Regions from separate parts of the Mus musculus genome. Here regions 1, 2, 4, 5 and 6 are each linked to region 3. A link is a contact called in public HiCAR-type and promoter capture Hi-C data. All regions are on one chromosome and are shown on one strand. The core of a region is the stretch at or near the end of the contact, and the rest is flanking DNA. Distances in the headings are between cores, read along the strand shown. Region 1 holds the start of Etfdh (electron transferring flavoprotein, dehydrogenase). Region 2 holds the start of Ppid (peptidylprolyl isomerase D (cyclophilin D)). Region 3 holds the start of Golim4 (golgi integral membrane protein 4). Region 4 holds the start of Fnip2 (folliculin interacting protein 2). Region 5 holds the start of Tmem144 (transmembrane protein 144). Region 6 has its middle 15 kb from the start of Gm23440.

Region 1 (3,965 bases), core at 528-3,027, 3.7 Mb before region 3:
AGCTGAGCTGACAGAACATCTAAAATCACACACAGCTATGAAAAACTCACTTTTAAATCAAATGCTTTCTTCACCAAAAAATATAAAATAACACTTTTTTTATATCATGTCAGCATTTATTGTTCACATTTATTTGTAACCTGTATTGTTTGGGGGGAGGGACCTGGACTAATACTTCAGCCATCTCTTTTGACAAAAGAATAAAAACCTGTCAGCCAGTTCTAGTTTCCAAATCTTTTGTGTGGTTATTCCACAACCCTCTCCAGGAAGATTGTCTGCTACATACTTCAGTCCTTTCTCCCTCTCAAAGAGTCCTTATAAAGTGCCACTGTAAACACATAAGTGGATGCTCACAGTCAGCTATTGGATGGATCACAGGGCCCCCAATGGAGGAGCTTGAGAAAGTACCCAAGGAGCTAAAGAGATCTGCAACCCTATAGGTGGAACAACATTATGAACTAACCAGTACCCCGGAGCTCTTGACTCTAGCTGCATATGTATCAAAAGATGGCCTAGTCGGCCTTCAATGGAAAGAACGGCCCATTGGACTGGCAAACTCTATATGCCTCAGTACAGGGGAACGCCAGGGCCAAAAAGTGGGAGTGGGTGGGTAGGGGAGTGGGAGAGGGTATGGGGGACTTTTGGGATAGCATTGGAAATGTAAATGAGGAAAATACCTAATAATAAATAAATAAAGTGCCGCTGTGACCCTCCAACCCCTCAGCGTTATACGTGTTGGGGTCAGGAAGTTATTTCTGGGAATTCGAGATTGAACAAAAACTTTACAGAATTTTTGCATTGCAAGATTCTGTTCTAAACTGTCCTATCAAATCCATCTGCCGGCTGTGATTAGCCCTGGTCCACTCAAGTCCAACACAGAGCCAAGTAAGCGACACACAACAGCATCACCAGCTGGCCCTGGGCTGGTGGCCAACTAGAAGCACAAGCTCGAGTCCCTTAGAAAGCACCAATGGGCAAGGAGGCAAGCTATGACCGCCCAAAGTGCTCCGAGGGATGGGAGGAGGCGGAGAGAGGATCCTGGCAGCGGGGCTGCGGATGACCGCTAGCAGAAGGAGAAGGAAAGAAAGATGCGGGAAGAGAGAGCCGAGGCTAGCCCTCAACTCCAAGAACCGCAGGCAGGAGCACCCTAGCTGCAATCAGCTCTCAGCCGCAACGGCGACACTCACGTCTCCGATCTGCAGCTCCACTTGCTCCAGCGGGTCCACGGTTGGACCGGGACTCCTGCTCGGATCCCGCCAGCCCAAACTCACTGGCATGCTGAGGGACGACGAAGAGGCGCCTGACGACGGAGATGAGGGAGGCGGCGGCGGCGGCGAAGAAGCCCGAAACTCCTCAGAGTCAGCCATGGGAGTGAGCTGGGGCTACTGGACCGGATCAAGCAACCGAACCCTCACCAACTGCCTTTCGACCGCTCGCGCCCAAAGCCCATAGGCTCCGCCTCCTCCCACACGGAGTCCCGCCCCATCTTCTCGTTTGTCTCTGCCCTGGACCCCAAGTACGTCTCATTTTTTCCAGACAGCCAATCAGATATCAAGCCAGGCGTCACCAGGCTCCTGCGCACAGCTCCAGGAGCTAAACACTACAACTCCCAGAATGCCTAGCAAATCAGCCTCGCTATGCTTCTAGGGCGCATGCGCACACGCGAGAGCTTGTCGGCCTCTTCTGCACACTAGGTTCCTGGCTGAGGATGACTGGGAGATGGAGTCTTCTGCCTTTTCCTGGCTTGTATGTGACCCGGAAACCTTACTGGCCTTCGTGTCCTCTGTGGCGCCGGCGCAAAGCAGAAGAGGGGCGGGTACGCCGCGAAGCAAGGGCGGTCGGCAGAGCCCAGACGCTGACAGAAGCTGAGCAGTCGGGGCTTCTTGGCAGGTGATGGCGCCCCTCGTAGCCTAGAAGTCCAGCACCCTCGGCAAGCCGCAGACCCACGCCTCTCTCCTTTGTATCTGGTCAAGTCTCCGGGTCACTTTGAACATGTTGGTGCGACTAACCAAGCTGTCCTGCCCTGGTGAGACGAAACTCCTGGTGGGGACAGAAGGAGCAAGGTGGATAAGTTGGGACAAAACAAGACTGGGGCCACACCCGGGGTACTGCCAGCATCTCTTTCCTTGTCTATTGTCTTAGGCTAAACTAGGGCAAAGGTCAATGCTGTCAGCGCCTGGTGGCCGACCCTACCTTACCGACCTTGGAGTTGCCCCAGTTGGCAGAATTATCATCTAGGTTAAAGGTCATGAGAAGAGAAAATTGTCAACACTGCCCCCTCGGTGGAGTTCCCCCAAATGCCGCTCCTAATCTTTACCTCAAGGCTCAGGTATTATCTGCCGCCTTATTAGGAATGGGAAAGAAAGAAAAACTTGTGTGGGTTTTCGCCTTGGCTCTGACCTGACTTTGCAGCCATAATAGTCTAATCTTAATTGAAGTCTGAGCTCTCATATCGTATTAACTCATATATTACCAATTATGTCTGGAGTCGGAATTTTTTCTGCATTATCCAGAGTTAACACCAGGCGTTTCTGTTATGGGTGTTTCTTAAAGCAGTTGCAGGATAGTTTTAAGTTTTTACTTAAAAACAACCCCCTCGTTCAAACAGAAGTTTAGAGGATCTTGAATTCTGTTGTAACTGGCTTAATATAAATCTTTACTGAAGTTAATTTGGCTGTGGGATTTTTAAACAAGTATTTGTATACTTGTTTAAACAATATGGTGTATATTCAAACCAAGCATCTATTATCCACAGAAGATGGTATGCTTTGAGAGCCATCAGTTTACAGTCTAATTTAGATGCAGTCTTGGATCTAGTCAGTGACTTTTCTTTAAACGCTAATTTGTTACATTTTCATTACTCAGTGTTACCTCTAGTGGTGACAACTAAATGTGCTAAGTATGTCGTGTATGGCTGATCCGGTGTTCAGTGACTCTGACTTTGCTTTCTACTGGAACTCTGTCTTTATGCCTAAATGTTCAGATGGGTCATGAGAGATACCATGCTCGTTTAAGCAAAGGAATAAACGTTATACCTTTTTAAAATTCTCTGGTGGGAATCAGAGGCCACGGTTCCAACTGTTCTCGAGCAAATTAGTAGCTGTACAAATAATAGAATGAATTTTCAGAAGTAAATGATAACTTGTATATGGTAAACTACAGGGTATAATAAATACCTTTTAAATGATGATAGTATGTTTGAACTCAACCAAATTTGCCTATAAGTACTTATAAATATCTTTCCCCCGTGAATTAGGGTAAAAAAAAAAAGATTTAATCTTGGACTTAATAAAGTATTTCAATATCATCGACTGATAGATTGATTTTTTTTCAAGGCAGAGTTCCTCTGTGTGGTCCTGGCTGCCCAGGAACTGGCTCTGTAGACCAGGCTGGCCTCAACCTCACAGAGCTCCATCCACCTGCCTCTGCCTGTGCTGGGATTAAAGGCCTGCACCACTACTGCCCAGCAATATAATACTTTTTAATGTGCAAAACAAGCTAGGGAAGATTTGTTTCCCTACCTCTTTAAAATTATCAAAAGAAATGTATAGTATTTACAAGACATTAGACTTCTACTCCAAATGTTTTTTTTTTCCCCACTTCATTCAAATTTATTGTCTTGATGCCAGGTATCACTTGAGAAACTATTTTGTTAAAATATTTAAAAATATTAACCATGTAATTGGTGGTAAAAATAAAATTAGTTTATATAAGAATAATTTGTTAAAAATATTTCGTCTTCTTTTTTTTTCTTTTGTTTTTCTTTTGTTTTGGTTTGGTTTGGTTTTTGGTTTTTTTGGTTTTTGAGACAGGGTTTCTCTGTGTAGCCCTGGCTGACCTGGAATTCACTCTGTAGACCAGACTGGCCGCGAACTCAGAAATCCGCCTGCCCCTGCCTCCCAAGTGCTGGGATTAAAGGCATGCGCCACCACACCCGGCCTTCTTCTTTCTATTTAATTAAGAAA
Region 2 (3,848 bases), core at 646-3,145, 3.6 Mb before region 3:
CTACTGTGTATACAGCACGGTGTATGTTCTCATGCTTTGACAGACACTAGATTGGTGCTGTGTGTGTTGGCTACTGTGAATAACGCTGCAGTGCCTCGGGTATGCATACAAACTTCATCTCCCTTGAAAATAAGCCCAAACACGGAACTGTCAGATCCGTGTCACTGTCATCTCATTGTCATTTTTCTACGATTCCTATTTAGTCTAAGGAAAGCTTCGTAGATCTAAACTTGAAACAACACAAGATTATAACTAATTACAGCATCCAGGCGATTAGCTGCCTAGGAAGCACAACATGGTTTAATGTACAAAGGATTTAAAACCCTAAATCACTTAAATAATATTCAGACTTTTAAATTTTTTTATTCTGGGCTGGAGAGATGGCTCAGTGGTTAAGAGCACTGACTGCTCTTCCGAAGGTCCTGAGTTCAAACCCCAGCAACCACATGGTGGCTCACAACCATCTGAAATGAGATCTGATGTCCTCTTCTGAAGGCATCTGAAGACAGCTACAGTGTACTTAGATATAATCATAAATAAATCCTTAAAAAATATTTTTAAAAAAATTTTATTTTATGTGTGAGGCTGAGGCATGTAGTGTGGAGATCATGGGACAATCGCTGGGATTCAGGGTTGGTGGCAGACACCTTTACCTGCTGACCTATCTCAGGGGCCCTGCACTCAGAATTTCTAATCGCTAAGTAACTAACAGAAGACATAGTCCACTCTGTGTTCTATGGAAACTGCCTTTTGTAACCTCTGAAACAGTTCCCTTCTCAAGAATCCAAGAGACAGTTAACAATAAAATCTGTTACAAAACAAAGTGAATGCATATATACCCGTGTGTGTACCCATCCCAGCAGGTCTGGCCTACAACTCTAACATGCTTCAGAAAAGCCCAATTGAGTTACAAAGCAACACGAGGGCTTATGACAGTGTTTCTCAACCTTCTTAATGCTTCCACCCTTTAATATAGTTCCTCATCATAACTGTAAGTTTGCTACTGTTACGATTAGTAATGAAAATATCTGATATGCAACTCGGTGAAATGGTCGTTTAACAACCCACCCTCCAAGGAGTTTCCTCCACCCACCGGTTAAGCCACTGGCTTAGGGCTTCTTAGCTCTGAATCCTAGGTAACCATACAGACATAGTGCTCAATTCCATGATGCCAAAACAGCACAAACGATCGCCTACTTAAACTGCTACTATAATCAGTAATAAGGAAAAAGCACTAAGCACGAAAGTCACTCTAATTTGAAAATGATCTGGTAGCTCCCAATGTAGTTCGTGTACCAAGAGGCACGTGGCGTGTCTTGAGCCCCCCAGGCACATATCCAGGAAGCATACCGAACTATCCACCACTACTCGTCAAATCATTTCACTTTATAGTAAGTAGTGATGCAAAGGTTGCAGGGAAGTGCGATCAAAAAGAGACAAACGATAGGGACGCCACGATCCCTAAAGTAGAAGTAGAAATTTCCAGAAACTTCCACCGGAAGGGAGAGGGCGCAATCTGGACTCGTGGAGGCCAGGGCTCGCTCCGTCTGGGACCTAGGCTGCTATCCCCCTCCGGATCCCAGGCCCCGAGCCGCCGAACAGCCAGCGGGCCAAGGAGAACCGCAGCAGGGAGGCCCCGGGCGAGGGAACCGCTGAGCCGTTCGCGCCGCTCACCTCGCTCCCCGCCGATGTCCACGTCAAAGAAGACTCGCGGGTTCTTGGAGTTGGAGGGCTTGGCTGCCGGGGATGCGTGGGACATCTTCACTGCGGGCACTGGGCAGCGGGACACGAGCACCTCGTGCGCGAGACCGGAGCAAACTCTACTGCCCCTCTACGTTATAACCTGGCAACGCGCGGAAGAGTTACTTCCTGCGCACCGCCGGAAGCTGTACTCTGGTTTCCGGTGGCGCCTTCACCTTCCGGTTTCTGCGCCTGGCCCCTAATGCTTCTCTTTAGGTGGCTGTAGTGGCCGTCGGTTTCTTTTTAGTGTGTGCGCCGTTCCCTGGTGTTTGCTGCATCGCTGGGTGGAGAATTTGGAAACCATCCTAGCCTCGACTCTGCCACGAAATGCCAGTAACTACAACGAAACTTAGTTTACTCGTCTGTAAAATGGGGATAAAAATGCCTCCTCTGAGCAGACATGGTGGCTAGGCGGCACGACCTGAGTCTGATCCCCAGGATCCGTAAGGTGAAAGGAAAGAATGTTATCACCCAGTTGCCATCTGATCTCCACGAGTATGTCGTAGCATGCACACAGAAGCGCACATACATAAATTAATTGGTGCCTTCTTTTTCTTAATGCCTACCTACCTAGGGAAGGCGTTTTGGAAATTAAAGACATAAATTACTTATCAGAATGCCTGACATAAACATGTGGCTTCTAATAAATAACAGATGTCCAGTTACTATTGCCATGTTATTGTCATTTGGCCGTTAAGTTGTAAGTGACCCAGTCTAAAGCAAAGGCTCCAAATGCGCTGATGTTGAGAATCTAAAAGAGGATTTATTTGACTTCTGTTAAAACTAGATATCCTATAATAGTCTGTCTTTTTTTTTTTTTTCTAATGGGCTTGGTGTAAAATACACAACTTAAAGTTGAATGTGGTTATTCAGTACTGAGGAGGTAGAAGCAGGACGATCTATGTGAGTTCCAGGCCAGCCTGAGCTATGCCAGTAAGAATTTAAAAAGTGGCCATCCAGAGACTGTCCCACCTGAGGATTCATCCCATATACAGTCACCAAATCCTGACACTATTGTAGATGCCAAGAAATGCTTGCTGACAGGAGCCTGATATAGCTGTATATAGAGGCCCTGCCAGAGCCTTACAAATACAGAGGCGGATGCTCACAGTCAACCATTGGACTGAGGGGGTTGGGGGTCCCAATTGAGGAGTTAAGGAAAGAATTGAAGGAGCTGAAGGGGTTTGCAACCCCATAGGAAGAACAACAATATCAACCAACAGAGTTCTCAGGCACTAAGCCACCAACCAAGGAGTACACATAGCTCCGGCTACATGTATAGCAGAGAATGCCCTTGTCAGGCAACAATGGGAGGAGAGGTTCTTGATCCTATGAAGGCTGGATAGATGCCCCAATGTAGGGGAATTGAGGGTGGGAGTGAGTGGTGGGTGGAGGAACACCCTCATAGAAGCAGGGGGAGGGGGTGGGATAGGGAGTTTCTGGGAGTGAGAAGCCAGGAAAGGGGATAACATTTTGAAGTGTACATAAAGAAAATATGCAATTTTTAAAAAAGAATAAGAAAGTACATTTAGGACGAGTAGCTTTGGCATAGGCCTGTTATGCCAGTAGTTGATTCCATGCCAGGAGAATCCAAAGTTCAAGTTAGCCTGGGCTAAGTAAAGAGGCACTCACTCCAAAAAGACAAAAAAGGAGGTAAAACATTGTTAAGACTGGCCAGGTGGCACTTATGAGGTAGAAACAGGAAGATGGATAGTCCCAGGTTAGTCAGTACTACAGAACGAGACCTTACCTTTAAAAAATAAATAAATAAACCAGCCCAGGAAAAAAATTAACCAGCCCAAGTTGGTACCCAGCACCTATAATCTCCGCACTAGAGGCAAGAGTATCAGGAGCTAAACACCCAAACAAGCTCGCTCTTCTGTAAGTTGCCTTGTTCATGGTATTTAATCACAGCAACAGGAAAGTAATTAGTTCAGATCAGCAAAGCAGTTGGAATCTTCTATCCTGGTCATGTCCGGGCAGCAAACTGGTCATTTATATTTTGTCTTGCACATGACAATGATAAAGTTAATTAAAATGTGTGCTCAGGGGTCTGAGAAGATGTCTCACTCAATATGCAGGCGGATCCCTGGCACCCACTCAAAGGC
Region 3 (3,667 bases), core at 728-3,227:
CGTGCACGCATGTGTGTGAGTGTGTGTGTGTACCCAGAATAATCACATATTCAAGTATAGACTAAGATTATTGCTGAAAAAATTCATTTCCTTAGAGAATTTTTACAGATATCTTGCCGTTTATGGGCATATTTAGTTCTGAGGAATTCTAAAGAAATCCCACTAATGTCTCCCAATTGCTATGAGTAAAACGGAAAGAGGAAACCTTAAATGATGGTAAATCCCACAAGACTGGAGACTATGGGAGCTACACCATCACCAGGAAGCAGACTTGAGCTGCTTTAGACCATTTTCCCTTTAAATTAAGCATTCTTTCTTTTCTCCGAGACTGAGGATTGAACTCAGTGTCTACAGTGTTCTAGGTAAATGTTGCAACAGTAAGGCATCATCCCTAGCCCTCGTTTGACTTTTGATTTGAGACAAGGTCTCTCTCAATTGCCCATTCTGATCCTGGAATCCTGTTGCCTCGATCTCCCCGGTATCTCTGATTACAGGTTGTCCTACCAGGTCTGGCATAGTTTCACACTTAGGTTACATGTTTAAACGGAGTCATGATTTGTTTTCTACAGAAGGAAAAGGTAGAAAGGATAAGATTCTGATAAAATTCTCCTTTAGTGAGGAAGTATCTTTTTACAAGACCTAGAAGAGACTACAAGTATTATGGTCATATTGGCCAAATTTAGATTCTTTGTTTCCAACTCGTAAATCGAATGTCCTGGCTAAGATTCAGTGTAAGAGCATTTGGAACCAACATAATGTGATTTTTATTAGCTAAGTGCATATACCACCAGTCTCACTTATTTTTTACAGTGAGAGAAATGCCCTGGTCTGCCTGTGTGGCTCTTGTTAACCTATGATTTCAGGACTGACCTAAAAACATTCAACACAGGAACTGTCTTGAAAATGAATCTGGTTTAAGCAGATCTCCTTCGTTTAAAGCACTCATTCCCCATAATTAATTGTGATGACTAAAACACGGGCAGGATATCACAAAAAAATATGTAGAATGCAATATGCAGAATGTAAAAGTGCCACTGCACAACTGATACTTTTCAGAAATAATTTATTTCTCTTAGAATTCAGGTCAAGAGGAGAAACAAATTTATCATTTATGCATAACCTCAATTCCACACACACCCTGATTATATTGAAGAAAGAAATGCACTGTGGATTTCTTTGAAGTGGTTTGGCGTTATTATGCCTGTCTAACTTTTTGTTAAACGTAGTGGGTTTTGCTGGCCTTGAAAATGTAATTTAAAAATGTAACTGATTTTTTTTTCTGCTACCATTAAGAGAAATACACACAGCAAGATGAATGCATACTCATTTCAGCCTGTAAGATTTGTTTTTAAAATTATTCCATTTGCAGCCAGAGGAAACATGAGATCATTTCTTTCCTTCTGCCAACAAAGTGCTTTCCCCACCCCATGTAGACAGTCAAGTGAGCTTCAGGGTCCCAGCTTACTTTCTACCATTTTTGCACATAGCCTAGTGCCTCTAATGGGACAAGACTCAGTAGGCAGTCCTTGAGAGAATGTGAGAAGAACAAAGTGTTCATAAGCTGAACTCATTATGTAGGGTAAGAAATGAGCAGGGCTAAGCAGAGTGCACCCACGGTTGCTTTGCGGTTGTTGGTGTGCATATAAGCACTGTACTCTTGCTCCACGTGCATTCCAAGTGCTGGGACATACATGCACACACATGCGCAATGATCACCAAGCCTCAGGCCAGGACAAGTCCCTAGCCCTCCCAACCAGGCTCCTCCACCCCTCCGCACCCATCCAGGCTCCACGTGGGCGCACCCAGGCGCCAGGCGGCCGCGCGGCCCACGGAGCTCAGAGCCTGCCCAGAGCTGAGAGGGTAGGCGCGGCCCGGGGCGGGACGGACAAAGCTGGCGTCCAATGGAGCCCAGCATTAGCTCCCCGAAAGGAGGGAGCGGTGGCTTGCGCGGGCCCAATGAGCGGGGAGCCCGAGTGGGACTTCCTCCCGGAATCCCGTTGGCCATGATAGCGGGGCCGTGGGTGACACGTAAGTTGGGTGGGAGGTGGCGGGCGGCTGGAGCTTCCAGATCAGTGACACCAGCCCACCACCCCCCTTAACCTGACCAGACCAACCAGTCCCCATCTCTTCATCAATACCGAGGGACCGTTCAAGGGGACGCCGCCTGGAGCCAGGTCCCTTTGTTGGGCGCGCGTCCCCTACCAGTGGTAGCGACAAAGTCCAGCAGCGGGAGCCGGCGCGAGGGGCGGGGACTGACGGTGGGGACAGCGAGGCCAAAAAGTGGGGAGTAGGGAAAACCAAGCCGGCTGCGCGCGGGGACCAGTAGCAAGGGCAGCGGGCTCTGAAGTATGCAAAGAGACTCCACGCGGGCCCAGCCACTCGCGGAAATCCGACATCGCAGAAGTTTGGTGGCTGCTGGCCGGGTGGCGTCGATGACCTGGCGCCCAGCCGGCCGCGGGGGCTGAGCGGCCGCCTCTTCCTCTCTGGTCCGGCTTTTGTGTCTCGCGTCTTCTGCTCATGCCGTGTCCAGCTACTTCTCGCGGTGGCCGTTGCTGAGCTGTCCGACGCAGCCGAGGACCGAGGACACGACGGCTCCCGCCGCCGCAGCGCGGGGCACAGGAGGGACTATGGGAAACGGGATGTGCTCCCGAAAGCAGAAGCGGATCTTCCAGACGCTGCTGCTTCTCACGGTGGTCTTCGGCTTCCTCTATGGCGCGATGCTCTACTTGGAACTGCAGACGCAGCTGCGCAAAGCTGAGGCAGTGGCGCTCAAGTACCAGCAGCACCAGGACTCTCTCTCTGCCCAGTTGCAAGGTACAGTTAAGGGGAAGCGCACCGCCAACTTCTCTCTGAGCTGGTGCTGGTGCTGGAAAAGTAGCTTGGTGGATAGTTAGTTGGCTTTGCAGGTACCACTCATTGACCTTCTGGCGCATCTGAGGGAGCGGCCGCGGGGATGTTGGCTTCTGAGCGTATGTGTGGGAGATAATATCCTGATTTTCCAGCTTCCTCCCAGGAGTTATCTTTGAAATCCACAGCACCAGCGCACGGTCCTGCCTGGCGTTTGGTGGGTACATACAACACCAAGTCTTTTACCCGAAGCACTTGTCAAAGGCCCAGCTGCAATCTAGGCAAACAGCCCTTCTGCTACATCTGCCAATCCTTTCCCAAGAGGCAAGCCTTGGTTTGTAGACATAAAGAATTATGCAGACATTTTCTAACCCGTGTTCTTTTTCAAGGGGGGAAAAAAGAGACTATATACACTAGTGACTCATGAACGGAACCTGCAAGCTTGTGTTGTGATTAGTGCTCTTGTTATTACGTTTGTTCATTTAGTAGTTAACTTGAGAAATGTTGGGAGTGATGGTAAAGTCCACACCACCACTTGACTGTAGGTTATCCTACAGATATTTGCTTTTAAAAGGCTTGTCTCCCTGGAGAAACCTTTATTTAGCTGATCTGTAGAACCCTGTGTGTGCATCTTCAGGAAGGCACACGCGTGTTTTAGAGTTAGCTGTGAGAAGTCTAAAAGAAGAAACATAAAATTTCCCTTTGCCAGCCACAGACGACTCAGCTTGGGCAAGGTGTTCGCAGCTCGTAGCCTTTCATTTTAAGAATCACACTGAGTTTCCACGGTCTAGATGATTCCCGAGTGAGTGCATGGAAACAC
Region 4 (3,815 bases), core at 1,213-3,712, 3.6 Mb before region 3:
ATGCACACACACATATACACTATACTTATCTAATATATATATATATATATATATGTATATATATATATATATATATATATCACACAAATCACATGAGAACAGAGTAGTTTGCCCTAGGTTAAATCCCCAACAACAACAAAACTGGAATGAGATCATTGGTGTTGAGTATTTTCTCTGGCAGACTAGGAGTTGAAATACAAATTTCTTCATGATATGATAAGCAATAGAGAAAAATTTTTTAAAAATGAAATTCTCTTAAAGGCTCTGTCTTCACCATGTCTTGTCCTGGTTTCATCTTCAAGCTTCTATCAAGATAGTGGTAACATTATATCCAGATATTAAATATTAATAATTATATCTCAGTTAGGAGGGAAGAAACGACTCCTAACTGCTTTTCTTCTAGCTTCTTCAGGAAGGAGAACCAGGTTTCAGCAGGTCACAAGCAGTATTTATGATAATATAACAGAAATCAAACTAAAACAGACTACAGAGCATGCATATATGGAAACAAGTCACAGGAACTGATAGATCGGCTTGTGGAAGACAGCCCTCACAAGTCCCAGTTTTCATTTCATTTCATTGTTATCCTGTCATCTCTAAGCATTCACAATATCCCTGTTCCTCTTCACATACAGAGCCATGTGGCAGTGCTAGAGACCCGGACTAAGAAACCAGGAAGCAACCTCTGGATTGGGGGCCTTGAGCAGATTAGAGCTATGCCCCACCCCCTCTTTTGATTACTTATATTTGTGAAATATGTTTGCTTTTAAACGTCTAAATGTCCTCTTTTTTTGTTTGCTTGTTTTGCTTTTTAGCGCTCTCTCTCTCTCTCTGTGTGTGTGTGTGTGTGTGTGTGTGTGTGTGCATGCGCGCGCATTGTGTAACTTTGTGCCTCTGAGTGCAGTGCCCTTGGGCACCAAAAGGGGGAGGACGACTTCTGACCTGGAGTTGGACTTGGTTGTGAGCTTTCTGATCCACTTGCTGGGAAGAGATCTCCAGTCCCGTGCAAACGCAGCTTATGTTTGTAACTGCTGAGCCATGTTTCTCCATCCTTAACTTTCCTTTGATCAAGTCTAAGAAATCTTGGTGGGTCATTTGTTCACCGTCCTCAAATTTGCTGGAGTCAGAGTGGAACTCAAAAGTAACTAACTCTAGCTCTACTACCTACCATCTGAACCACGTTAGAGCTCTAGGCCGCAAAACAGATTAATAAACTGTTTTGAATGTGGTCAGACTCTTCATAACCGCAGGTTCTTTAACGTCTTGCACCACAGCACAATAAATTCTCAGGGGGTCTGAGGCGTGAAAGCACAGGCAAATGAGTCTAAGCACACACTCAGCTTCCCTAAATCAAAGAATCTATTGAGTTTTTTTTTTTTTTTTTTATGTGCCCAATGTGAACACGAACTAGGAAAGCAATCATTTGTGTGTATATGTGGGCTTAACGCACGCACATATGGGCTTAGTACATGCACAGCTTTTGTGTGACTTATGTACCAGTGGGAACCAACACACCAAAAAACCCAAAAAAACCCCAAAAAACAAAAAAAACCAAAACAAAACCCGGTGACCTGAATAAACTGTTTGTAAATTCAAAATTGAGCCTGCTGATTTACTCTGGTTCCGGCAGTTGCTTGCTGGGACCTCAAATGCAGCAGGGGCCAGAATCCCCAGCAGCAACGTCAGGCACTAAAGTTGCTTCTCCAGCTCAGGCCACGTTTTCTGCTAGGGAGTCCTGGACCCGATAAAATGAGGACCAAGTTCAAGGGCTTTTCTTTCCAAAGAACAAAAACCTCCATAGTTGTGCTCTGGAGCTCAGTAGGTCAAGTGTGTGAAGACTCGTGCACCCCGCCCAACTCTCTAGCCCCAGTAAGAGCCCGGCGAGTGATAACTCCGGGCGTACCCCTAGTGATGTCGGCGCAGGGCGGGTAAAGCTGGCCAATGGAGACGTTAGGCCTCTATGCTCCTCCCCCTCCCCCCACACGCCCCGCCCCACTCCTCCCTACGAGCCTCTCCCGGCTCCACTCTCCGCTTCCCTGGCGCTCCTCCTCCATCGCCCACTCCTCTCTCCCACTCCCTTGTATTCCTCCCAACACGTTCCACTCTTCATCGCCTGCGCTCCTCCCAGTCCCTCTTGCTCCTCCCAGTCCCTCGTGCTGCCTTCTGACGCTCCTCCTCCCTCCTCCCGGCGCTCCTCCCCCTCGCTCGTGCACCCCCCTCCCTGCCATCCTCGTGCTCCTCCCCTCCCTCATGCTCTCCCTCCTCTTCTTCCCGTGCTCCTCCCTCTCCCTCGTGCTGCCCTCTCCGCGCTCCTCCTCCCGCGGGAGCGAGCTGTCAGCCGGGCGGGCCGGCTCCGTCATATGACCGGCCGGCGGCCGCGGCGCCGCACCTTCCGTCCGCTGCAGCGGTCCCGCGCTCGCGCCCCTCCGGGCGGCCGCGCCCCCGTCGCCATGGCCCCGCCGCGGCCGCCGTGGGCTGCGCGCTGAGCCGTCGGGTCCCGGAGCGTGGCCGCCCGCCCGGGCCGCCGCGTGCACGCCATGGCCCCGACCCTGCTCCAGAAGCTCTTCAACAAAAGGGGCGGCGGCGCAGCGTCTGCCCAGGCCCGGCCGCCCAAGGAGGAGCCGGCCTTCAGGTGAGCGCGTGCGAGCGGGAGGGAGGCCTCAGGCGGGCTGCATGGAGACCGGACCCCCGCGCCACCCTGTCCCCTCCTCCTGGGCGGGACCCCGCGCCACCCTGTCCCTTCTTCCCAGATCCTCCTGGGAAAGACCCCAGTCTCTCACTCTCCTCTGTCCCGGTCCTCCCGGGTGGGACCCCACGCCTCTCTCGCCCCTCTTTCTGGGTGGGACCCAGCAGCATCCTCTTCCCTCCCTCGCCGGGTTCTCCCAGGTTGGGCTCCTCTTTCCACTTCTTTCAGGGTCTCAGAGCCGCGAACCGCCCTGTCCCTTTTCTACTGCTCCTTCTGGGTGGAACCTCAGCGCCGTCCTCCTTCCTTGCTCTCCAGGTCTCCCCAGGTGGGAGCCCTGCGCCATCCTCTGCCCTCTTTCCTCAGGTGCCCCACAAAATTTCTCCATATGCCCCCGTGTCTGAGCACGTCTGGGACCGGTGTGTACCTTCCAGGGTCTCTGGAGGGAGAGTCACCTGCGTCTCCCCTGCCCCAGAGCCTGTAAGCTGTCATTTTGCAGGCAGCTCCAACCCACTGAGTATGTGACAGTATTTTGAAGTTGGAAAGGGTGAAGCCACGAAAAAAGCAGCTTCTTTCTTGCAGTGTATGACAAGCTCGCCGGCGGATGAATAAAAGTGTGTAATTTCCTCATCAGTTAGAAGGCTGATGCCGCATGATGAGTGGAAAGGGAGGGAAATGCTTTTTATGAAACGTCTCGGGTTCTAATTTAACAAAGCAGAGGCAGATATTTAATAGTTCATCTTCGGAACACATACCTTTGGATTAGCATGTGTTAAGCTGGCTCAAGACCCACAGCTCTAAGTGGCGGCTGGTCTTGCATTTTGAGCTAAGCAATTGGCTCTCAGTAACATCCCTATACTATTCTGCTTTTGAGTGGTAAGTTTCCAAAGATGCTCTCCTGGGTCCTGTACTGTCTCTCAGCACTACTAGTTGAGAAAACATTTTATTTGCCATTTAAGTTTTCATCACTATAAAACAAAACAAAACAAAACAGAAAACTGAACACCTCACACCGATTCAGACCTTCTAGGGATACTTTATGTTCAGAATGTAAGACTTTGAATTTTTTTTAAAAACAAACAAACAAACAAACAAAGGTCTCATTAGTCCAGGCTGGCTTTAAACTCTTGAC
Region 5 (4,275 bases), core at 308-2,807, 3.9 Mb before region 3:
ACAGGAAGTTTCTCGATTTTTTCAATCACTAAATTAATCATTTCTCTTAAGAAAATGACCTTCTTTCTTTCTTCATGATACTCTGCCTCCCAGTGCAGTTCTCTGATGGATGTAGAGTTGAAAAGCAAGGCTTCCTTTCAAGAAACCTTATCTCCTAACGTCTCCACTTTTCTTCTCTTTCTTGTGAATCTCACATGACCAGATAGTGGATGGTGTCAGCTTAATCCACTCCAAGAGGCCTGCCTGCCTCAAACTCAGACTAGGCCAGGACCTAGCACTTCCTCTTCTTGAAGTTCACATCTGTGTCTTCTGCTGTGCTAGTATCCGGCCTAGAGAGACAGCCTTGCTGTCTAGGAGAGGTCTGTCACACACACACACACACACACACACACACACACACACACACACAAGAGCGCGCACACAGACACATATGGACGCGCGCGCACACATACACACACATGCACGCACACACACACGCACACAGTCACACACACACACTCACACGAACACATGCACAGAGAGAGAGAGAGAGAGAGAGAGAGAGAGAGAGAGAGAGGGAGAGAGGGAGAGAGGGAGACAGAGAGAGATGAACACACACACACACAAACACACACACACACACACACACACACACACACGAGCGCACACACAGACACACATATGGACGTGCGCGCACACATACACACACACGCGCACGCACACAGTCACACACACACACACACACACACGTGGTTTTCAGCTACAGAAGAGGCAGGTAAATCTACATCATATGCTAGTGGTTGCTTTTACCTCTGAATCTCAATCGGATGTCCGAAGCCTGCACTCCTGTCCATTGCTCTTGATTCTTACAGCTCTTTAGGTGGGGTGGGATACAGCTACTGCTCTGGAACGTGATGCACAGCCTGGTTTCACAGGAAAGCTTCCTGGAAGCTATTTTCAAAGAAATTACCTCCCGGGCCAAGCTTTATTTTCCGCAACTCCAGTGTATGGATTTGTATAAAGCCACCTCCCTTGTCTACTGAAATGTGCCAGCAAGCCACAAAGGCATTTAGTTCACATTACAGTAGCACACATTAATTGTTTACATTTGTCTAAGCTCATGATTCCAGCTACATGGGAGGCTGAGGCAGGAGGATCACAGAGTCTACTTGGGCTGTGGAGTGAGCGTTAAGCCAGTCTAGGCAACTTCGGAATAAGCTGTCTCAACTTTAAAAAGGGGGAATGAGAGTTGGGAGTGCAAATTAGGAGAGATTGCCTAACAACAAAGGCAAACCGGGATGGAATGAGCATTTATTTTGTAACTGTGTGAGGTAGCTCCGGCTTTGTCTCATCCACAAACTGCACAATTAAAGGTGTGGTGTTTAGCAGAAGGTGACTTGCTACTCACTGAACGAGCTCTTCTTTAAAGGGGGGGGGGGGGGGGGGGCACGACACTCTCTAGTTAACTCGCTGACTGACAGAGGGCCTGAGGACTCCTTAGTCACCTGACTGAGCTCCAGCCCTCCGCTGGGAGGGTGTCCTGAGCCTCCGCCTGGGAGGGACTCCGGTCTCCCTTCAGATTCCGGCAGGAAGTCCGCACGCGTCCAGGGAAGAGTCAGCGCAGTGAGACCCCACCAGGTCACCTGAGTCTAAGGTGCCCCTGGGTCTGAGAGCCGCCCTGCAACCTTCAGCTCCTCGGGAAAACTCGCAGAGCAAGTAAGTGCCAGCACTCGTGACGTCAGCCCAGAGACAGGCGAAGCTGCACTCAGATTGGAGGAAATTAAAGGAAACCAGAAATGAAATCTTTAAACTAGAGCAGGCGGCATTGATCGAGCGCCGGCACTATCTTAAACGCAGGGGAGGAGCTGCTTAAAACTTTAAAGTAGTCGGGAGAAAAAGCAGATATACCAGTAATGAAACGAAAGTAGTAAATTTTTTAGAAAGAATGAATGTAGCTTAATAAAATATTAAGTGGATACTTAACACGTAAACCTTAGAATCCTTGGACTTGAGACTTTTCCACGGAATGTTGAAAGCTTTTACCTTGGAGAAATACGAACTATTTCGATAGCTGCTGCCTGGTTGGTAATCTGTCTAAGGTAAACGCGTGTGGGCAGGTCACGTGCTACCTGACCCACGTGATATTTATGGTCCTATTGTCTAACTAAAACTTGAAAAAATTTTAAATGAATGGGAGGGATCTAGCACAAGTTTAAAGCTTGACTGAGCTCTGAAGCGAGTTTAAAGTCTGCCTAGAAAAGCTTGGCGAGACTGTCTCAAATCAAACAAAGTAAAAACGGGGTTCGGGTATAGCTGAGCAGAGCGTTTGCCGAGCATGCCGTATTATTAAAAAATATAATAATAATAATAATAATAATAATAATAATGGATTTTGTTTGCTTGCTTGCTTTTTTAAAGACAGGGTCACACTAGTGTTGTCCTGGATGGTCTGGAACTAGCTATGTAAACCAAGCAGGCGATGATCTCAAAGATCTTCCTGCTTCTGCCTTCTGAGTGCCGGAAGTTAGCTTGCTACCAACCTAGACTGAAAATAAGATTTTTAGAGGAATAATTTGGGGCTAGGTTTGTGCGAAAAAAGGGTTGGGGATACATGTTCAGTAAAGTAATGATGCTTCTCTTTACCACAGAAATGTCACTGATTTAACGCGAGATGGACTCTTCCTTATGGCAGTCTGGGATTGTTGGTTCACAGGGAATTAGATCATGTGCTTTTGGAAATGCTCTGGAGCCGTGTGCTGTAAACGAACATCGTTTATCTAAGGCAATAACTGACTGGAGTTGATTCAGCAGTCAAATGAGGTCATGCGCTCTAATTAGCACTACTAATTATTCATCCAATTCAGGCTGAAACCTGTGGCTGCCCATCAATACCCCTTAGTGGAGCCTTCTTTTCTGTAAAATAATCTACCTCATTAAATGGTTAGGCACTGTCCTCTTAGCCATGCACTTGCTTTGCTTGTTTTAATTAAAATGGAAAAAAAATGATTTCTTCGCTATTAAACCTGTATTTTAAGTCCCAGGACAGCTTTCCAAATAGCTCTCCTGCCTCATATTTAGAAGTCCTGTTAGTTATTTGCTTATTTATTAGGTCTAAATGGAATCTCCTGCCTCGTATTTAAAAGCCCTGATATTTTTTTATCTGTCCTATTTATTTAGTGAACAAAGAGAAGTCTTTACACAGGTTCCCAAGTGCTGGGGCTGTTGGTATGTGCCAAGGATCTTTCCTGATACCACATTCCTCTTTTCTTCACTGAGAGAGCCAGAACTTTTTTTGTAGCAATGATATCTGATAGAACTTTTTACAGTGACAGAAAATTCTAAATTTGCAGGGATCAGAATCTTGGCTGATGGACACCTTCGTCAACTGAGTACTTAAAATATAATTTAGCTGAAGACCTGATTTCTTTCCTTGTCTTGACCTGAATAATTGTATTGAAAGGTTAGTTACTTTGTGCGACTTGGTGCTCCCAGAGTGCACAGCAGGGATGTCTACCTGCCGACTTTGTACTCTTCTGTAAGCTGCCGTTTGAACCACACTGCTGGTGAGGTTGGATTTTGCAAGATCATCTTTTATCTTCATTTTTAAAAATTGATGGTATAGATATTTATTTATGCATGCATACAGCATGAACATCCTGTGTGTGCCCTGTGCCGGGGAGTGAACCCAGTGTCCAGTCATATTAAGCACATGCTCCATCACTGGTCTGTACCTTAGGAAAGACTCTTGAGCCATGAACTTGCTACCCAAGGCTCTACCAACGGACAAAAAAGATCCTAAATCTGTAATGGCCATGCAACCTGAGTGCACCTTTACGCGAATGTCCCAAACACAGCAAAACTCACTTACAAAACACTTACTTAGTTCTGAAAGTCTTCTCAGGCAAGCTTGAATTTAATTGACACAACAGAGACCAGAAACATGTTCATCATGCCGGATTGCTTTACAGGGAAACGACCCTTCTCATGTAGAAAATACTGGATCCAGATCCTGTGAAAAGTTAGATTTTCAAACTCTGAAGGGAAAAAAAATGGTTTATCTTATTATAAGTTCGTGATTAAAAAAAGGATTGATATTTTTTGAAACTTGTATCTTGGGTATTCTAAGTTTCTGGACTAATATCCACTTATCAGTGAGTGCATATTAATATCTGAGTAGTACTCCATTGTGTAAATGTACCACATTTTCTGTATCCATTCCTCTGCTGAGGGGCATCTGGGTTCTTTCCAGCTTCTGGTTATTATAAATAAGGCTGCTATGAACATAGTGGAGCATGT
Region 6 (3,966 bases), core at 818-3,317, 3.0 Mb before region 3:
GGGTGGAGTATTTTTCTTGACAATTCATTTCCCAACAGATTACCCCTTCAAACCGCCTAAGGTTGCATTTACAACAAGAATTTATCACCCAAATATTAACAGTAATGGCAGCATTTGTCTTGATATTCTACGGTCACAGTGGTCTCCAGCACTAACTATTTCAAAAGTACTTTTGTCCATCTGTTCTCTGTTGTGTGATCCCAATCCAGATGATCCTTTAGTGCCTGAGATTGCTCGGATCTACAAAACAGATAGAGAAAAGTACAACAGAATAGCTCGGGAATGGACTCAGAAGTATGCGATGTAATTAAAGAAATTATTGGATAACCTCTACAAATAAAGCTAGGGGAACTCTGAGAGAGAGAAAGTACTTTTGATTTCCATTTGACTGCTTTCTATGAGCCCACGCCTCATCTTCCCCTGTGCACATGTTTACCTGACACAGCAGTGCTGCGTGTTGTACATACTTGGAACAACAAACTAGAAATACTGTACTTCTGTACCAACATTGCCTCCTAGCAGAGAAGTGTGTGTGTGAGAAGCCAGTTCTCCGGGCATAACCTAGGTGTGAGACTAAAAGCTTTCCTTATTGACTTAACTTTGGATAATGGCAAGATGTGAGGGGTAGTAGGTACACAGTGTGTGCTTGGATGGGAGGAAAAGCTCCAGTGACCCATAGGAGATTGTCCTTAAGTGGAGTCCATCCAATCTCAAACAGTCATAAAAAGCAAGGTGAAGAACGTGAAGCTGTTTCTATATTCATTTCATCCTGAAGGACCTACAACTTAGGTGAAAGTTATGACCAAACAGATTAAACTACATGCTGTGCTTTAAGGTCTAAGGTTAACGGATCAACATTTAAATGGACTGGAGCTGTTAGTACATAAAGTGTGGTGGGCTTTGTTCCCAACACTTCACATCTCCCTGCCCTTTCAGCCTTCCTCCTTTTAGCCCCTTTCCATAATCTTTGGTTTGTATGTGGTTTCTCAGTTAATACATAGCTAATAGCTCTTATTTTTCTTATGTTTTTAACTGCTTTAGGCCTATTTCGATGTAAGGGTGGAGATGTATTTGATGGAAATCTGTGTGTATATTTAAGACCCTGTTGCTCCTCTGGAGCTTGTACGTTCACGAATGATTCATCTGTGTAATAAACTGATTACTACAGTCATTACAAAAAAAAAAAAAAAAAAAAAAAAAAAAAAGAAAGTTAAATGCCATCAGATCTTTCTGTTATCTCATGTCTGAAGCCTCTCCTGTGTCACAGGAGGAACAGGGTCAGGAGATGGGAACTGCGCGGTGCTGAGAGCTGTTGAGCATGGTGACACATGCGAGTAGGCCTGGCACGTGGGAGACTGAGGCAAGAGAGTAGGAGTTCCAGGTCAGTCTAGGCTACATGGTGAAATCTTGAATCAGAAGCAAGGCAGGGTGATGCAGTGCGGTGCGGTGCGGTGCGGTGCGGGGCAAACCCAGCAAAGCATGATGGGACAGGCCTTAGGGCATAGCTCTTTGATAGAGTATGCATGTGTGAGGCCTAACTTTCTGTCTCAGATACAGTAAAACGAGTGTCAGGACAAAATAAAACACAACCCCGTGATGTGAAGGGAATGTCACTGTGGGTTTCTCTTTCTACTCGCACGGTACCCGAGGGCATTGCTTTGTCACTATTTTATTCTTGGCACTTTCCAAGTATTAACCATCAAGTAGTGTTCCTTTTTCCTCAGTAAGTTTCGAATCGACATTGTAGCGTTTATTGTGTAGAAAAAGAATTTTATCTGTTGCTCGCTCATGTTCAAAATGCTGTTTCTTCATTGTCCTTACAGTTTTCTCGCATGTTTCCCTAGAAAGTTAAACTTAGCTTTGTTCTCCACAGTTGGGGTTTTTCTCAGCGGAAGCAGTTTACCCACAGAATGAAATCTAAGACAAAGTTCTTACTTGTTCTCTCACACACAGGCAATGTGTTTTTTTTTTTTTTTCTTCTGGTCAGCTGTTAAAATGCTTAGCCTCATAAGTAGTGGGAACTCTAATTCAGATCAATTTTATGAGACTTTTCTGGCTAGAGCAAAAGGATGTGGTCAGGAGAGGGAGAGAGGAAAGATCTGAACTCACCCTGGTTTCCTCCGGTTTGGGTTAAACTGAAAACCGACTTTTTTTTTTTTTTTTTTTTTTTTTTCTCACGATTCACTTCTTGGGTCCACAGAGGCTCTTCTCATGACATCTCTTGGGAATCTCAGCAGCGGTTCCCACGACCCAGGGTGGTGGCTGTCTTCTGCAGCGTGTCACTTTATGGTGAATATTTGGGTGTTCCTTGCTCTCATGTCTTCACTAGGGGCATGGTATACAATGCATCTATACCGCCTCTATCTCTGAGCCAGATACTCTCATTAGTATCTTAAATGGCATCCACTCCCCTTCCCTGGTGATAATATTTCAGCTTCTGCCCCCAGATGGTAGCTTGCTATCCATGTCTCTGTTGCTGTGATAAACACCATGTCCGAAAGCAACTTGGGAAGGAGTGGGCTTGTTTCACCAAACCATCGTCCAGAGAATGCAAGGCAGAGAGAGACTCAAGGGAAGAACCTGGAGGCAGGAACTGAAGCAGAGATGGGTGTACTGGCGTGATCATCTCCCTTTCTAATACAATTCACACCCACCTATCTAAGGACCACAGTGGCCTGGGCCCTCCTACATCAATTAGAAATCAAGAAAATGCCCAGAGACATTCCACAGGCCAATTAGATGGAGGAGAGCCCTCTGTTGTAATGCTCTCTTCCTTGGTGTGTCTAGGTTAGTATCACATTGATTAAAAAAATAAACAAGACATTATTTTCATTGTCTACAAAAATATCTTGAATATCTTTAAGATAATACTTAAGTCTTTTTCATGTTTGATGGCTCCAAAGAATCTAGCTTATCAAAGACTATAACTTACTGTATTAGTCATGGTTCTCTAGAGAAACAGTCCTGATGGTAGAATAAATGTATATATTAATTTGTTAGACATCTGTTAGGGCGGCTTACAGGCTAGACTCCAGTTAATCCAACTACCGCTCTCTACGAATGGAAAGTCGAAGAATTCAGTATTTGCTTAGTCCAAAAGGCTAGGTGTTTCAGTTAGTCTTCCATATATACCAGGATCTTGAAGAAATAGCTCTAATTCCAGTGATGGCATGGGCTTGACAGCTAGAACAAACAGGCCAAGAACAAAAGCTTCCTTCTTCCATGTCCTTTATATACACTGCCAGCAGAAGGTATGACCCAAATTAAGGGTGGCTCTCCCCACCTCACAGTTTTGGATTAAAGGGGTGTCTTCCTACCTCAAATAATTTAATTAAGAAAAATCCCTCACAGGTGTGCCCAGGCACTTGGTTTTCACATGTATTGTACATGTAGTCAGCTTGACAACCAAGAATGGCCATCACACTCCCCTAGCCAGGGTCCTGCTCATTAATGCAGTGATTATACTAATTTTTTATTGTTACAAACCATGCTTCCGTGCGTGTTAGCCTATTCTTGCTAGTGAATGTATCTCCAGATAAGTTATAAATAGACTTGATAGCTGACAGGGCTGTGATTTAAAATCTTGATATATATATATATTTAAAAATTAGCTGTCATAGGAATCACACTGACTTAACTGCCTCTTGTAATGTGTGAGGATGCCTGTTTTCCGTAATCTTGCTCACACAGCATAATCTCAAATTTTCCAGGCAGACAAGGCGCACATGGTTTCTCCCTCGGCCTCTAGGTTACATTCCTGAATAACGTAAAGCTTACTGTGGTCGCTGTAACAAATGGCCACACAGGAACTACTGTGGCTGTCAGTAGTTGTTGTTTTCTAGAGACAGGACTTTGCTATGAAGCTCAGGCCGTACTTGACTCAGTTTTACCTCAGAGTGACTCATTAATGCCACAGTTTTAATAATACACATATTAATACTTCCGTTTCTAGGGGTCACAGACCCG

What was found. Promoter capture Hi-C pulls out the DNA fragments that hold promoters and counts their contacts. HiCAR-type assays count read pairs that join an accessible place to other places.
Region 1: a contact with region 3 is called in a promoter capture Hi-C map of hematopoietic stem and progenitor cells. The contact joins the promoter of Etfdh here to the promoter of Golim4 in region 3. A contact is called at or near these places in 6 of 39 promoter capture datasets (cranial neural crest, frontonasal cranial neural crest, hematopoietic stem and progenitor cells and 3 more) and 1 of 484 Hi-C or Micro-C datasets (B cells).
Region 2: a contact with region 3 is called in a promoter capture Hi-C map of pre-B cells. The contact joins the promoter of Ppid here to the promoter of Golim4 in region 3. A contact is called at or near these places in 7 of 39 promoter capture datasets (cranial neural crest, frontonasal cranial neural crest, hippocampal neurons and 3 more) and 1 of 484 Hi-C or Micro-C datasets (B cells).
Region 4: a contact with region 3 is called in a HiCAR-type map of astrocytes, with 1.9 times the contacts expected there. The contact joins the promoter of Fnip2 here to the promoter of Golim4 in region 3. A contact is called at or near these places in 4 of 39 promoter capture datasets (the HPC-7 cell line, cranial neural crest, pre-B cells and 1 more) and 1 of 115 datasets of contacts at active chromatin or transcription factors (astrocytes).
Region 5: a promoter capture Hi-C map of pre-B cells shows a contact between it and region 3. The contact joins the promoter of Tmem144 here to the promoter of Golim4 in region 3. A contact is called at or near these places in 3 of 39 promoter capture datasets (cranial neural crest, liver and pre-B cells).
Region 6: a promoter capture Hi-C map of pre-B cells shows a contact between it and region 3. The contact joins the enhancer-like site here to the promoter of Golim4 in region 3. A contact is called at or near these places in 3 of 39 promoter capture datasets (cranial neural crest, frontonasal cranial neural crest and pre-B cells) and 3 of 115 datasets of contacts at active chromatin or transcription factors (embryonic forebrain, large pre-B cells and stem cell-derived neural progenitor cells).

The regions. Positions count from the first base shown.
Region 1 is chr3:79,626,579-79,630,543 of GRCm38.p6, reverse strand. Etfdh (electron transferring flavoprotein, dehydrogenase) reads left to right here and starts at 1,777. Exons shown (of 13, transcript NM_025794.2): 1 at 1,777-2,026. The coding sequence starts at 1,993. It overlaps 4930579G24Rik (RIKEN cDNA 4930579G24 gene), which reads right to left and starts at 1,465. Exons shown (of 2, transcript NM_029482.1): 1 at 1,188-1,465. The coding sequence starts at 1,367.
Region 2 is chr3:79,589,384-79,593,231 of GRCm38.p6, reverse strand. Ppid (peptidylprolyl isomerase D (cyclophilin D)) reads right to left here and starts at 1,895. Exons shown (of 10, transcript NM_026352.4): 1 at 1,675-1,895. The coding sequence starts at 1,759.
Region 3 is chr3:75,955,259-75,958,925 of GRCm38.p6, reverse strand. Golim4 (golgi integral membrane protein 4) reads left to right here and starts at 1,977. Exons shown (of 16, transcript NM_001291069.1): 1 at 1,977-2,814. The coding sequence starts at 2,628.
Region 4 is chr3:79,566,326-79,570,140 of GRCm38.p6, reverse strand. It overlaps Fnip2 (folliculin interacting protein 2), which reads left to right and starts at 2,462. Exons shown (of 17, transcript NM_001162999.2): 1 at 2,462-2,632. The coding sequence starts at 2,538. It overlaps 4930589L23Rik (RIKEN cDNA 4930589L23 gene), which reads right to left and starts at 1,949. Exons shown (of 2, transcript NR_152118.1): 1 at 943-1,949.
Region 5 is chr3:79,840,191-79,844,465 of GRCm38.p6, reverse strand. It overlaps Tmem144 (transmembrane protein 144), which reads left to right and starts at 1,557. Exons shown (of 12, transcript NM_001379543.1): 1 at 1,557-1,695.
Region 6 is chr3:78,962,697-78,966,662 of GRCm38.p6, reverse strand. It overlaps the pseudogene Gm9762. Among named protein-coding and RNA genes, the nearest start is that of Gm23440, 15 kb to the left of the region's middle. Within about 2 kb of position 2,067, at least 33 of the 459 cell types and tissues checked have an H3K27ac peak or open chromatin away from gene starts, as enhancers often do. A contact at or near this core is called in pre-B cells, where this site is marked.